4 separate regions of the Mus musculus genome follow, and regions 1, 2 and 3 are each linked to region 4. The links are chromatin contacts, called in public HiCAR-type, HiChIP or PLAC-seq and promoter capture Hi-C maps. All regions are on one chromosome and are shown on one strand. Each heading gives the region's core, a stretch centred on a gene start, on an enhancer-like site or on the middle of the called end of the contact. The rest is flanking DNA. Distances are from core to core; before and after follow the strand shown. Region 1 holds the start of Chaserr (CHD2 adjacent suppressive regulatory RNA). Region 2 overlaps Slco3a1 (solute carrier organic anion transporter family, member 3a1). Region 3 holds the start of Chd2 (chromodomain helicase DNA binding protein 2). Region 4 holds the start of Akap13 (A kinase (PRKA) anchor protein 13).

Evidence for each region. Promoter capture Hi-C pulls out the DNA fragments that hold promoters and counts their contacts. HiCAR-type assays count read pairs that join an accessible place to other places. HiChIP or PLAC-seq counts read pairs in DNA pulled down with a chosen protein or histone mark.
Region 1: a contact with region 4 is called in a HiCAR-type map of fibro-adipogenic progenitors, with 4 times the contacts expected there. The contact joins the promoter of Chaserr here to the promoter of Akap13 in region 4. A contact is called at or near these places in 2 of 39 promoter capture datasets (3T3-L1-derived adipocytes and liver) and 2 of 115 datasets of contacts at active chromatin or transcription factors (fibro-adipogenic progenitors and large pre-B cells).
Region 2: a contact with region 4 is called in an H3K27ac HiChIP or PLAC-seq map of cardiomyocytes, with 4 times the contacts expected there. The contact joins the enhancer-like site here to the promoter of Akap13 in region 4. A contact is called at or near these places in 3 of 39 promoter capture datasets (the 3T3-L1 cell line and hippocampal neurons) and 1 of 115 datasets of contacts at active chromatin or transcription factors (cardiomyocytes).
Region 3: a promoter capture Hi-C map of pre-B cells shows a contact between it and region 4, with 3 times the contacts expected there. The contact joins the promoter of Chd2 here to the promoter of Akap13 in region 4. A contact is called at or near these places in 2 of 39 promoter capture datasets (liver and pre-B cells).

What each region holds. Positions count from the first base shown.
Region 1 is chr7:73,557,141-73,560,332 of GRCm38.p6, forward strand. Chaserr (CHD2 adjacent suppressive regulatory RNA) reads right to left here and starts at 1,255. Exons shown (of 5, transcript NR_037569.1): 1 at 899-1,255. RefSeq lists a cis regulatory region at 737-1,826.
Region 2 is chr7:74,380,620-74,383,702 of GRCm38.p6, forward strand. The region is part of intron 2 of Slco3a1 (solute carrier organic anion transporter family, member 3a1); the gene reads right to left. Among named protein-coding and RNA genes, the nearest start is that of Slco3a1, 170 kb to the right of the region's middle. Within about 2 kb of position 1,437, at least 37 of the 459 cell types and tissues checked have an H3K27ac peak or open chromatin away from gene starts, as enhancers often do. A contact at or near this core is called in cardiomyocytes, where this site is marked.
Region 3 is chr7:73,540,336-73,543,199 of GRCm38.p6, forward strand. It overlaps Chd2 (chromodomain helicase DNA binding protein 2), which reads right to left and starts at 1,411. Exons shown (of 39, transcript NM_001081345.2): 1 at 911-1,411; 2 at 437-569. The coding sequence starts at 498. Chaserr (CHD2 adjacent suppressive regulatory RNA) reads right to left here. Exons shown (of 5, transcript NR_037569.1): 5 at 1-2,864.
Region 4 is chr7:75,454,177-75,457,513 of GRCm38.p6, forward strand. It overlaps Akap13 (A kinase (PRKA) anchor protein 13), which reads left to right and starts at 1,358. Exons shown (of 37, transcript NM_029332.1): 1 at 1,358-1,572.

The sequences.
Region 1 (3,192 bases), core at 5-2,504, 1.9 Mb before region 4:
TATTTCTTAACTTTTACGGCCAAGGTTTCTAATAGTATACACTCTCTTTTAAACAAGATGAATTTTAACTTGTAAAGGGTCGGAACCGCCTCAAGTTAGATTTAACATTCAAGTGAGAAGTTGCTGATAACGGCTTTACCTACTCATTTAAAAAAGTATCAAACAGTACGGTTATGTTCAAGTATCAGGATGTCAAATGGTCTTAACGAAAGTTCTCGGTAAAAATAAGCTGTATTCATCAAACGCCATCATCTTGCACCATAATTATCAAATCTACTTCCTTTAAACTGCCTTGTTGCCGTCGTCATTTTTGAAATACTAGATGCACTCCTGTAACTTGCCTTTTCTAAAAGACAACAAACGTCACGGACGTTTAACAAGCTGAAAGGTACCTTTGCATCTAGAACACTAACAGCCGTTCTCAAAAGCAGCTTAGAAAGAGTTAAAAGCCAACACCCAACAGGGAGAAGGGGGGAAAAAGACAAGTTTTATTTTGGTTTAAGCGAAGTGAGAGGTTCCATTGTTCTTTTAGATCCGACCCCAAAGATGGGTTCCCACCTCACTGGAAAAGATTTTTAAAAGCCCATCAACGGAGGATTGTTGTTATTTCTCGCTAAGTATCGAAGTAACTCACCAGAGCAAGCAGGGGTTCCACGGCGCGGCCGCCGCCCTCTCCCCGCTGGCTCGGACCGCAGCGCGGCGCCCGGCTGGGTATGCAGCGGGAACGCGGTGGCCCGACCCCGTGCTCCCGTGGCATCGGCCCTCCGCGGCAGTGCCCGGGGCTGCGTGTGCAGAGCCAGCCGGCAGCCACCCGCCGCCCCTCCCGCCCGCGCTCAAGGACGTCGTGCTTTTCCTCCCAAGGACAAAGGACAATAAAGGGAGCAGGGGAGCTACTCACCGGGTCGAAGCGCGGCCCCTGCCGCCATCGGCTCGCTCTTCCTCGCGTGTCCAGGACGGGTCGCCCGCCGCAGCCTCCCGCCCGCGGCGCGAAGCCGCCTCCCGGCCGCGCGCGACACCAGCACCGCCGCTGCCGCAGCGGAGCCACGGGCGTCGTGGGCCCGGCCTCCCCGGGCGCTCCGGCCGCGAGCTCCCACATCGCGCGCGGCCGCCTCGCCCCAGCCGCGGCCTCCCCGCTCTCCCAGAGCCCTCCAGGACGCCGGGGTAGCGCTCCCAGCGCAGCGGCGAGCCCACGGGCCGCGGCAGACCGCCTGACAGCTGGGCTTGCTGCTGCCTCTCCGGCCATCTTGTGCCGTGTGTGGTGTCTCTCCCGTCTCCTCGCTCGGCTTTCCTCCCTCCTCCTCCTCCCCCCGCCCCACACACCACACAACATGGCCTCTTCGCTGCGGCGGGAGCTGCGGCGGCGGCTAGAGCTCCGCGGCGCTCCAGCTCGCTCCCCTCCCCCAACCTCCCGCCTGCAGCTCCGGGACCCCCAGTGCGCACGCGCGCCGACACCCGCCCGCGGCGGCCATTGGCTGGGCTAGCTTCCTGCCCTCGCTTCCCGGAGCGGCATCACGCACTTCGTTCGTACCTTCCTCCCGCCCCAACTGCATACTATTGGTCAGTTCTGAACCCACCGCTTCCATGTTCTCAGCACCAATAGGGCTTATTTAATGCCAATCATAGCCCGTGGGCGTTTCAGGAGAGAAGTCCTGACCTGCGATTGGCAGATAGTGAAACTCTGGGTTTGCGGGGAGAGACGTAACTTTCTGCTCCGCAGTGCGGACCCTCGAAGGTAGTTTGTGTACGGACGAGCCATTAAAAGCTAACCTTTCCTGTTTCTGACTTGAGATTTTTTTCGTCCACAAAGGAAGAGGAAGTGATAGAGCGAAAACGACATGATTGACAAGATAAGCAAAAACTGCAGAACCTTCCTTCTTGGGCAAGCGCCATAGCCTCAGGATTTTTTGCCCCTAAGGAACCAGACCACAGGCAGGTTATGACCAGCACATTCGCTAACCTAATATCTGACTTGATATACCACTTATTTGAGGTAATCTAGTAGCATGCCCAGTAGTCCTGAGGGCCTAACAAACCAGCCTCTTAATTCTGATTAGCTGGATCCCACATTTTAGGGCAGCGTTGTTGAAGTGGTAGTTTAAACATGTCTATCCAGCTTTCCCCCAGAGAATTACACAGTACAAGCTTCATTTCCTCTCAAAAACTCCACTCTTTTACATTTCTTCTTCCCACTTCTGCCTGGAAACAAGTTTAGGCAGAATACAAATGAATCTCTGAACCGTCTGTCCTCAAGTATCTAAGGAAGTTGTTCTCGCACAGAAGCGGAATGTGGAAATGTTTCTTTTGGCAAGGGGCTAGGGGAAAAGAAAATATGCTATTAGTTTCCATGAGGGAAAAACACTTTTAAGAAGGGGCTTGCTTGTTGAGATGAGAGGAACAGTTCTAAAATTCTCTTGAAACTTAGTTTGCTCCTGGGTTAAAAATCACATTACTTGATCATGGACCACAAAAGTCGTTCTAGTTCCCTTTTGGAGGGGTGTGGAATCAGGTCTCTTTAACATAGTGTTGGCTGTCCTGATGTTTTTTAACGTTAATTTGAGCGTGTGTATGTGTCTGTCTGTCTGTCCACATTAAGTGTCACAGCACTTAATGTACACAGGAGGTGAAAGGACACAGTATAGGAGTCGCTTCTCTCCTACATCAGGCTTGTCAGCATAGCACCTTTTACAGGTGAACCTCAGGTTGACCCTTCAAACCCTTGCTTAAAAAAAAAAAATTACACTGAGGCTGGAGAGACGGTTCAGTGATTAAGATCTCATGTACTGCTTCTCTTCCGGGAGACCTGAGCTCAGTTTCCAGCACCCACATAAGGTGACTGGAAACTAGCAGTAAGTCCAAATCCAGGGGTACCTCTGCGATGCCTTCCTCCTAGAGCACCTGCGCTCCCGTGCACACACACCCACATAGACACATGTACAGATAAGTTTAAAATTAATAGAAATAGAATTTGGAGAATAAAAATCATATACTAAAGGTGAAGAGATGACTCAGCAGTGAAGAGAACTGACTGCTCTTCCAGAGGACCTCGGGTCAATTCCTAGCACCCACATCATAGCTCAGAACTGTCGTTAATTTCCAGTTCCAGGGGATCCCATGCCCTCATCTGACCGCCAAAGCCACACACAAGGGAATATGCCTACATGCAGGAAAAGCACTCCTACACATAAAAAGAAA
Region 2 (3,083 bases), core at 187-2,686, 1.1 Mb before region 4:
TCTGTGAATTACACATATAAAACAAGCAAATTTTATGGCATATAAATTGTATCTCAGTGACACTGTAACAGAAAAAGAAAAGGAACTATAAAGAGGTTTGGGCAAAAAGTACCTCCCTAAATTACTCTGGATGCAGGGCTGCATGGGAAAGGCCAGCTGTGCATTCATGTTACTTAGCCTTAGCCAAATCTCCTTTTATTACAGCAGAGACATTAGACTAGGAAAAGTACTTAGTCTTGATTCCTTTAAAAAACATCAATCACATTTATTTATTCGTTTCTGTGTGTGTGCATGTGTGCATACTACCATGTGCATGTAGAGAGCAGAAAACAAATTGTGACTCAGTTCTCTCCTTTTACCATGTCAGTTCTGGGGATCAGATTCAGGCTACCAGGCTTGGTGACAAGCACCTTTACTGTCTGAGCTATCTCAGTCCCCTGAGTTCTTTAGACTTTGGAGAAGGCTAGCTGGTGGGGAGTATGGAGGAAAATGTTAATAAATGCAGAGTAGAATCTATCACAAGTCTCTATTGTAGGGGGCCACCCATAGGAGGCTCTGTTAGGTAAGTGCCTATCACTAATGCGGCCTCAAGGTCAGCCTGCTGAAGTCATTAACTTGTCCCCAGTCACAAGTTAGCACAGAGTAAACATCCTGAAATGTCATTCACACCCTCTACAAAATGCAGCCAACTTTAGCATCTACGTCACATAGTTATATAAGAAAGTCCACAGAGAAAGAGAAAACTCAGAACAATGCTGGACTCTGTGGCATTCTAAACATTAATCATTCTACTAAAAGGATCAATTCATGTGAAGCCCCCACTGTGTACCAAGCTGTGGTTTTAATTGATTCTCCTCCATCACCATGATTCTTGTTTGGGACAGTTTTTAACTGCCCCCATTTTCTAGACAGAGAAAGAGAGGCTCTTAGGGGATAGAACAGTTTTCCAGGTCATCTAGCCAATGGGAGGTAGGGTTAGGCCTTGTAGCCTGGCTCATCTGACTTTGGGGCAATTGTTACTCCACCATTCTCTCTTCCATATGCCAAACACTCCACCTTTTTTTTTTTATCCAAGGCACAGGCTGAAATGACGTTTACTGGAGATCTACCAATACATGAAAGCTCCAGATGTTATCATGTGACACTGCTGTTCCCCAGACCTTTGTTGAGGTCACTCTCAATTGCTTGCCATCGGCACATCCCCAAATGAATCACACAACAGCATATTATCCAGGTCCAAAACAGTTAAATTCCCTTTCCCATGGAGCTTGAGACCACATGCAGAATTTGAGCTAGCTGTGCAGGGCTATTTTTAGCTACCCATGTTGGCCGTCCCTTTTGGATGACCTCATGGCACAGGCCAAGCTGGTACCTGGTCTAGAGTTTTCCCATCTCCAGCTCTCATACTCAGAAATGCGCAGATCCCAAAGAACTGGTCCAGCCCAGATCTACAGCTTCTGACTCACTGTGAAGGAGTACAGCAAGGAGGAGGCCAGAGGCATTGGTCCAGAAGGTATCCCCAAGGAAGCCCTGTTGTGGGAGAGGTTGGATAAAAGCCAGAATCTTGGGGACACACTGACTTCCAGAGAAGGTCTTGATAAGCCTGTAAAAGGACCACAGTTGTGGTGCTGGAGGCTATGCAGCAAGCCTTGGGCTGGGTTGGTAGCAGGAAACCAAGAGTGTCCTGGCACATCAGAGACTACCTTAGGCTTTGGTGCTGGATCACACCACCCAATTAATCCCCTTGGCCATATCTGCAAGTCCAGTATTAGAAATTCTCTCCTTGAGCCAGCTGGTCTCCCTCTGCCAGACCCTGCCTTTGCAAGCCACCTCCCTTCTCTCTTGTTCCCTGAGTCATTCTAGCCAGAACTCGTGTGTCCACATCACCCACCTTCTCAAAGCTCGGAGAGTCTTTAGGGCCTTGGGGATGACACACTTCCTCAAATGTCACCTCCTCCATAAAGATGCCCCTGTCCTTCCCACTGAGCTTTCAGAATTTTATTCCTTTCAGAAGAATAGATGTTCAACGCAAGTGTGCTGCTCTGAATTAACTTAAGGCATCTGCCTTCAATTAAAATATGCAAATTCTTTTGGAAAAGGAAATATCCTTAGTCACTGGCCCTTCTGTGACAGCATGCTCCTGTGTACTTTCCTGTGACAGTGGAAGGGGCGCCCTCCTGGATGTGTGTGGGGGGATGGAGAGAAAGACACAGGATGCTCTGCAAAGATCTGTCTTCCCTGACAGGGACTATCTGAGGATAAGTCTGTGGTGGGTTCTCCCTCCAGTTCAGAGTATTTCTATATCTTGATTTCTATAATGCCATAGTAAAAGTCATTAAATAAACAGTATGAGACCTAACCCAAAGGTCCCAGGTGGTTGAAAGGAGAGGAGAGGGGCTCACAGTCTCCTGGAGTCCCCTGGCACAGGAACCTACTCTTCTGGAAAACAATTGGCCCCAGAACCATGGGAAGGGCTGTTTGTCACCATGTGGTGGAGGCAGAAAGTGTCCTCTAGTTCATTTACAGGTAATTAACCCTTTTTACAGAGGATATAAGTTACCCAAACCTCCCAAGCTTGAAACTGGAAACTGGATCCAACACTTGGGCCAGGAACATGACTCTGACCAGAGCCTGTGAGGCAGATCACGGTTGGGCTGTCACAGGCTGCATGGCAGAGGGACTGGGCTCCTTTCCTGGTGCAGGATGTCAAAAATTTACCTCAGCCCCAGAATAATGCCAACACTCACAAAAAGATATGGAGGACTGACCTGGAGACTGTGCTAAGCTTGGGCTTGGGCTATACACAGTAGTGGCTGAAAGGAGGGCATGTCATCCCCCTGCGGTGTCCTAAGAGGCTGCTATTCCTGGAGCATGGAAAATATGTGTGGCATGCATGCATCTATGCATGCATGTGTGGGTGCCTGTGTGTGTGTACGTGTAGTCCTCTGGCCATAAAGAAATAGCAACCTAGCAATCCCTGGGGACTCCAGAAAGTTCCATAATCCCCAGTCCCTTCCCAGTGACCTATGAAGAATCTAACTTTTACCTAGCAGCTATTCACTGTTAAGGCTCCCATACCCCCT
Region 3 (2,864 bases), core at 161-2,660, 1.9 Mb before region 4:
GCTCTATGGCCCTCGGTTACAAGTTTGAATATCCCAGATTCTTCAAAGAAAAAAATTTGCCTTGTATGTAAAATGGTGCAATGCAGCAATGGCTAAACAGACAAGGTCATTTTTCTGCAGCATGAAAACCTAAAACCTGAAAATTTACTGACAGAAAAACTACAGTTTCTAGGAAAGGCCCCTCCGGAGAAAAGTACATTACCTTCTGAATGCTGTAAGAGGCCTTAAGTCACAACTCAACTTTCATAAATTGATACCAAAAAATCAGGGTGTGGCATGTTAGCAATCTCAAGGTCACGCTTTAAAAACCAACCCAAGTTAGAAAATTCTTGAAATACAGACAGCAATCCATGTCTGTCAAAGTAAACAAGTGTAAGCTGAGGTTTCCCGAAAAAAAAAAAAAAAGAAAGAAAGAAAGAAAGTTGATAGCTCATACCTCGATGCATTGCTGTGTAGCGAACTGTCCTCCTCTTGGCTTTTGTCCTTATTTCTCATCATCTTTTAATTCTTAAATATTAAGGGGGAGGGGGAATCTGTGTTTGCTTTGAAGTCCTGTGCCCAGGTATTTACTGTCAAAAGTTGAAAGAAAGGTGAGGTCCCAGCTTCTGCGGATGGTTTTATTATCAGGAACAAAGTCCTGACGATGTTAGCGATATTCATGTAATGCAACAACGATAAACACCAGAAAAACAAAATATTTCTATTTTTCCGTTTTAAAATGAGAGGGGGATAAACTGAACGACAGAAGCATCACTATCAATAAGGAAAGTTTCTCAAAAGTAACACACTGGATACAAATAACAATCTCTCTATCTTATTGCGTCATCCAGGAATTTCTCATATTTACAGTAAATAAAGCCAAGTTCAACATTAATTTTTTTAAAATTATCACTGATTATCATGGACTTACCTGATCCATGTAGTAGGTCCAAAGCAAGAGTCCTATCTAGTAGTAGAAAAATATCCGATCCAAAATAATTTTTAAAAACGCAAAATTCTCCGTTAAAAAACAAAAAGTAAATGAAATAATCCTCAAATATGTTGACTTGTCAAAAAATAAAGCAATAATTAATACTAAAACAGGTCCGGAAGGGGAAAAAAAAACCTCATTAGGAGAGCGCACAAAAATGGAGGTGCGCCATGGCTTCTAAGCTGGAAAAAACAACGACCTGGGCTCTCAATACGGCAGCTTCTTCCAACAAGGCACGAAAAGAAAGCTCCTAAAAGCAGCTTTTCTCCCAAAAAAAGGTTCGGATCGACCCCAGTAAGTCACTAGAAGAGGCAGGGGGCTGCGGGGGCCCCCTGAGGCTGCCCGAAAGTTAGGGAAAGTTGCGTAAAGTGAACCGAAGCAGGGAGCAAAGCGCGCTCTCTCTAAGGCACAGCCGCCATCTAGAGCCTCCTTCCCAGCTCTGAGAGCTCTGCCTTTGATTGACACTCTCTACATTTACCCCACAACTCAGGTGATGTACCATAGACCCACCCCTTCATCTCCACCAAAAAAAAAAAAAAAAGAAAGAAAGAAAGAAAAAGAACCAGATTCTCCATCCAAGAGAGCCAGAAGACCCCCAACTCCACACCTCCCTGCCCCTCCAGACCACTCCATCAGAGGGAGGGGGAAGGGCTTCTTAACCCCCTCTGGCTCAAGCACCCTTTTTAAGCCAGAGAGAAATGTAATTTGTTCCTTTTGTCTAAAGATCTGCTAAATATTTCAGTCCTTGAGCTAAAATAACTTCCTCCCTGGACAGGAAGTGGAGTTTTATCAAGCCATTTTGAAATAAAGATAATTTCAAGAGACTCTAAAGCTCAGTTTAAGAACTAATCTTTAAAATAATTAACACCCCACCATGGGTAAAATGGCTTGTAAATAGAAGCAACATTTCAACACCATAAATTAAATCAACTCTTGCCTTCTTTATGGTGCCTAAAAACATCTAAAGATTAAGGGGGAATTTTCCACCTCAACTGGAAGGAAGGGGTAATTTTTTACAACTCAAGAGCGCCTCCCTAGTGTTCAACTGCAGTAGAGCAAAAGTTAATACAACCATTTTCCCCCCCAGAAGAAACAAACTTCTTTGTAAACCATTAATCTTGGAAGTGCCACACATCAAACATATTTACTTCTTACATATATTTGGGCATAATTAATAACTTCGAATTCAAGAAATTACACCAACCTTGGTCACCTTTAAATCAAACACTCAACCTCAACTCCAAAATCAAAAGAACCCTTTCACTCATGTTTGAAATCGAATTCTAAGTACACTCACATTTCATCAATCACCGCCACTTAAATAGGCCACATCTACCAGCCAATTATCAACTGTCAAAGACAAACCCCCTCCAGATGGAAGCACGAGGTCTATAGAAACAAAATTACAAATGCAACAAAGTATTCTCTCCCATGCACACAAGTAACCAACCACATACAAATGCCGAAAAAACTAAAAACATTCCTTTACTGAACCCTACTGGTCAAAACCATGACACTCCAGCAAACGAATTCATTTTAGTTTCACTACCAAACGTAATTATGTTAAATCTAAGAAAATGTAAAAAATCAGTTTCAAGTCTACAAACATATTTCCATCAAAATCCAAAAACTCAAGTTTTCAATTTACAAATATCAACCACCTCACATCATCCAAAGAACAAACACTGCATCTGTATTAACCACAGATGTGTATTCTAAGGTAGTTTACATTAATAACAGACTATTTCATTCTTTGTTCTATATACTGAGAAAAACACCACCAATCGTCATTTGGTCAACAAAGTCCCCATCACTGCTTTATCAAATTTATTACCAAAGTAGCAATCAATGAAAATCTGGCATTTGATTTCAACCATGGGTAACCAATCTAAAG
Region 4 (3,337 bases), core at 108-2,607:
AGATCAAAACATGTTATATGAAGCATCTTTTCAATTAAAATAATTTTAAAAAGGGAAAGTGACATTTAACAACAGAAAATGCCTGGTACAATCACCAGGCACTGATAATACTTTCTGTTAAATATTTTCATGATGGTAGTGACCTTGTCTGGATTAAAACTTCCCAAATGACAGTGACTTCCATTCTTGCAGTTTTTGGCAGGTCCATATCTTGTATTACTATTTTTTTTAAACTGACTTTGAAATTATATGAAGTTAATCTTTTCATATAATTCTTTGAACATTTTCTTCATTCATATAATATACTTTGGCCACATTCTCCCAACCCATCCCTCTCAACTTCTTATTCTCCTTCTGCTCTTTAAAAAAACTTATGATCCACTGTGTTCAACTTGTACTGTCCATAGCTGTGTGGGTGCTGGGTCATCTACTGGGAGATGGTTGGCCAGAGGGAGTCCAATACTTAAAGGAAACTGTCCCCCAATGGGGTATTTATCTTAGGGGTACAGCCACATAATATTTTCATATTAATATGTTTTGATCACCTAAATAAAAATGCAAGGCCAGTACTCGCAGAGATTCCATTCTGTTCCTTCCCAGTCAATACCCTTCTCCTCCTAGGAAACTACCTTTCTTACTTCGACCACAATAAATATTAAACTGCACAGAAAACCTCACATTTCTTGCGTAATATTCATAATCCCCGGCTCCCCCCCCCCCCAACTTTCTATTGACCGAAAAAATAACATGTCAAAATAGTTTGGCATTATAGGCATGTTTTCCCTTAATAACACATTACAATATGTAACTATCAAAAAGAAGTTTCTTTTTGTACCAATTAATGTAGTATCTTGGGTCACCATTGGAACATGTCCATACTTGGTTTCTCCGAAGCAACTAGATGGTTTCTGAAGTCCATAGCAACTCAAAGGCAATGATTTTGTGGTGATCGAATAGCTCAAAGTCACTGTGACAATCTTCACCCATCCAACATACTTGAGTACTTTGTGCCGCTCCACCTTGGACTCTTAAGAAGACTCTATTGAGTCTTAGCGTCAACGTGTGGTAAGTGCTCCGACTTAGGTAAGCACCAGGCGCACAGAGGAAGGGTGGCTTCCGGTGATGGGGCGGATAGGAGAAGGTGGGTGGGCATTTCCCCAGCAGCTGCTGCCAGCCACCCGACTTTGATCACTTTGCCGCCTGGCAGCAGTGGCGGTCAACCTCATCGTTCCTTAGCAACCAGAGCCAACTGCCAAGAAGCCTTCCTATTGGGCTCACAGAACATGATGGGTAGTCTAATTGTCCAATAGAAACTTTTAGGCTTGGCTCGTTGCACCGCCCACCCCGGGCCGCAGGCGGCGCATGCGCGGGTGGGCAGGTCTGTGTGCAGGGCGGTCGCAGAGCCGGAGCTGCTGCTGCTAAGCTCTTGGGCTCGGTTGAGACCGCCGTGCTTGCTCCTTGCTCCAGCCGTCACCGCCGCCGCCGAGGGAGCGGCCGCCTATTGTCCTTCTCCGCGGCCAAGGCGCGGAGCTGCTCCGGCTCGGCCCGCGGGGGAGCCCGGGGAGCCGCACGGTGAGAGCGCAACTTAGTTGAGGGAGTTGAGGGAAGTTTGGGCGTCTGAGGAGGGGGCGCGCGCGCAGCCGCCCCTCCCCCTCGGCTGCTCTCGGCCGCGCGCGCGAGCTGCGGGACGCGGGGACGCGCGGGCGCGACGCGGGTGGCGGACCCTTCTTAGCATCGGCAGCCAGGGGTGGATAGCGCGGCCGCCGATCCCGGCCTCCTCGGACCCACGTTCCTCTGCTGCCCGCTTCTGTGGCGCCGGCTGCGGCTCTCCTCTGAGGGACGGCTGCTCGGTGGGGCGCGCCGCTCGAACAGAGAGTGCGGCTCCGGGAACGAGCAGCTCCCCGGGGCAGTCAAGCCGGGTAAACACTGCGCGCCCCGGCCACCTTTGGGGGCTTTCTCCCGAGATGGGGAGGGGGGCGCGGTGGGCGCCCCGGGAACGGTGGCGCATTCGACTCCTCTGCCCCTCGAGCTCTAGTGCAAGCACTTTGAGAACTAGCGAATCACTGCTTTTCGTAAATAGGCTCGCTGACACTTAACTGGGGTGCGAGACGCACCCTCAGTTTATTTCTCGCTAAGAAAGTGTCTGTCTTTCGGCTGAAAATATTGGCTAACTCTAAGTGTCTAGACTCTACTGTGAACTCAGGAGTTCACAATGAAAATGGATTGAGCAATCTCTGAGTGTTTCAGTCTTTGCTTTTCCCCTTCATAATGAAGTTATTTTGAGAGTTCATTGCGTTGAGCAGATTTACAAAGTGATGTGCCTTTTTGTCTGTCTGTCTGTCTGTCTGTTTTTTGTTACTACCCTCATGATTTCCCGAAGTCACTTACTCATTTAAACCCCCACCCCCCAAACTTTTGGATTGCCCGGGTCAGGAGGAGCGCTCCAGTTCTTGAACGTGCATTCATTGTCTGTAAAGAAGTTCCTATCAGTCGAGATGACTCTGAGATAAACCAGTGTGTCACTTTGTACACCATCATCTCTTGGGAATCATTCCGCTGCATTTCGTTGACTAGACTTGCGCTGTAATGGTAATTCAGTTTTAGCTCCCAAGAGAGAACCCTATCATTCATACTGAAACACAATGCCTCCCCCCCACCCCCCTCCCCCCGTCACTTCATGTTAATTTTAGTTGTATTTCTTTGACATTTGTTAAACTTAAATTTTTCTTTGAAGGCTACTGCTCATGGCATTTTGCTTTTTTTTTCTATGTGAATAACATGGACAAGTGGTGTGTGGGGTTTTCTGTTTTGTTTTTGGCTTTTCTTTGTATGAAACCCAGCTTCGTTTACCTGATGAAACCAAGGAAAAATATTCTGAAGGCACAGGGATTCAGGACTCACAGTCTTTGTGCTTAATTTTCCTTTCTGGGGTGGGTGTGGTGAGCAAAGGAGGTGGACAGAAGTTGGGAGTTATTGGTTAGTTACATAATATAAACAAATACTGCAAAATCGGGTGGCCAGGACACCTTCTCTGGACTGTGGTAACATGCTACACATACTTTTGTTCTAGGGTATTTGCTTCACTAAATGGGAACTATGTGTAGTATAAATGGTCTTTTCTAGTCTTTTTACACCTTAAGGATTGTGATGGGTGGTATTTTGCTATGCTCTGTGTGTGTGTTGTTTTTTTTTTTTTTTTTTTTTTTTTTTCTAGAAAAGTCCACACAGTTGGTGTTTAGCTTTTGTTTGATTTAGGTGAGGTGATTTTCACTGGCTAGTGATAGTGTACACAGGAGAAACCCATTAATTCTGGGGCCTTGTACAAAATGACAATTAG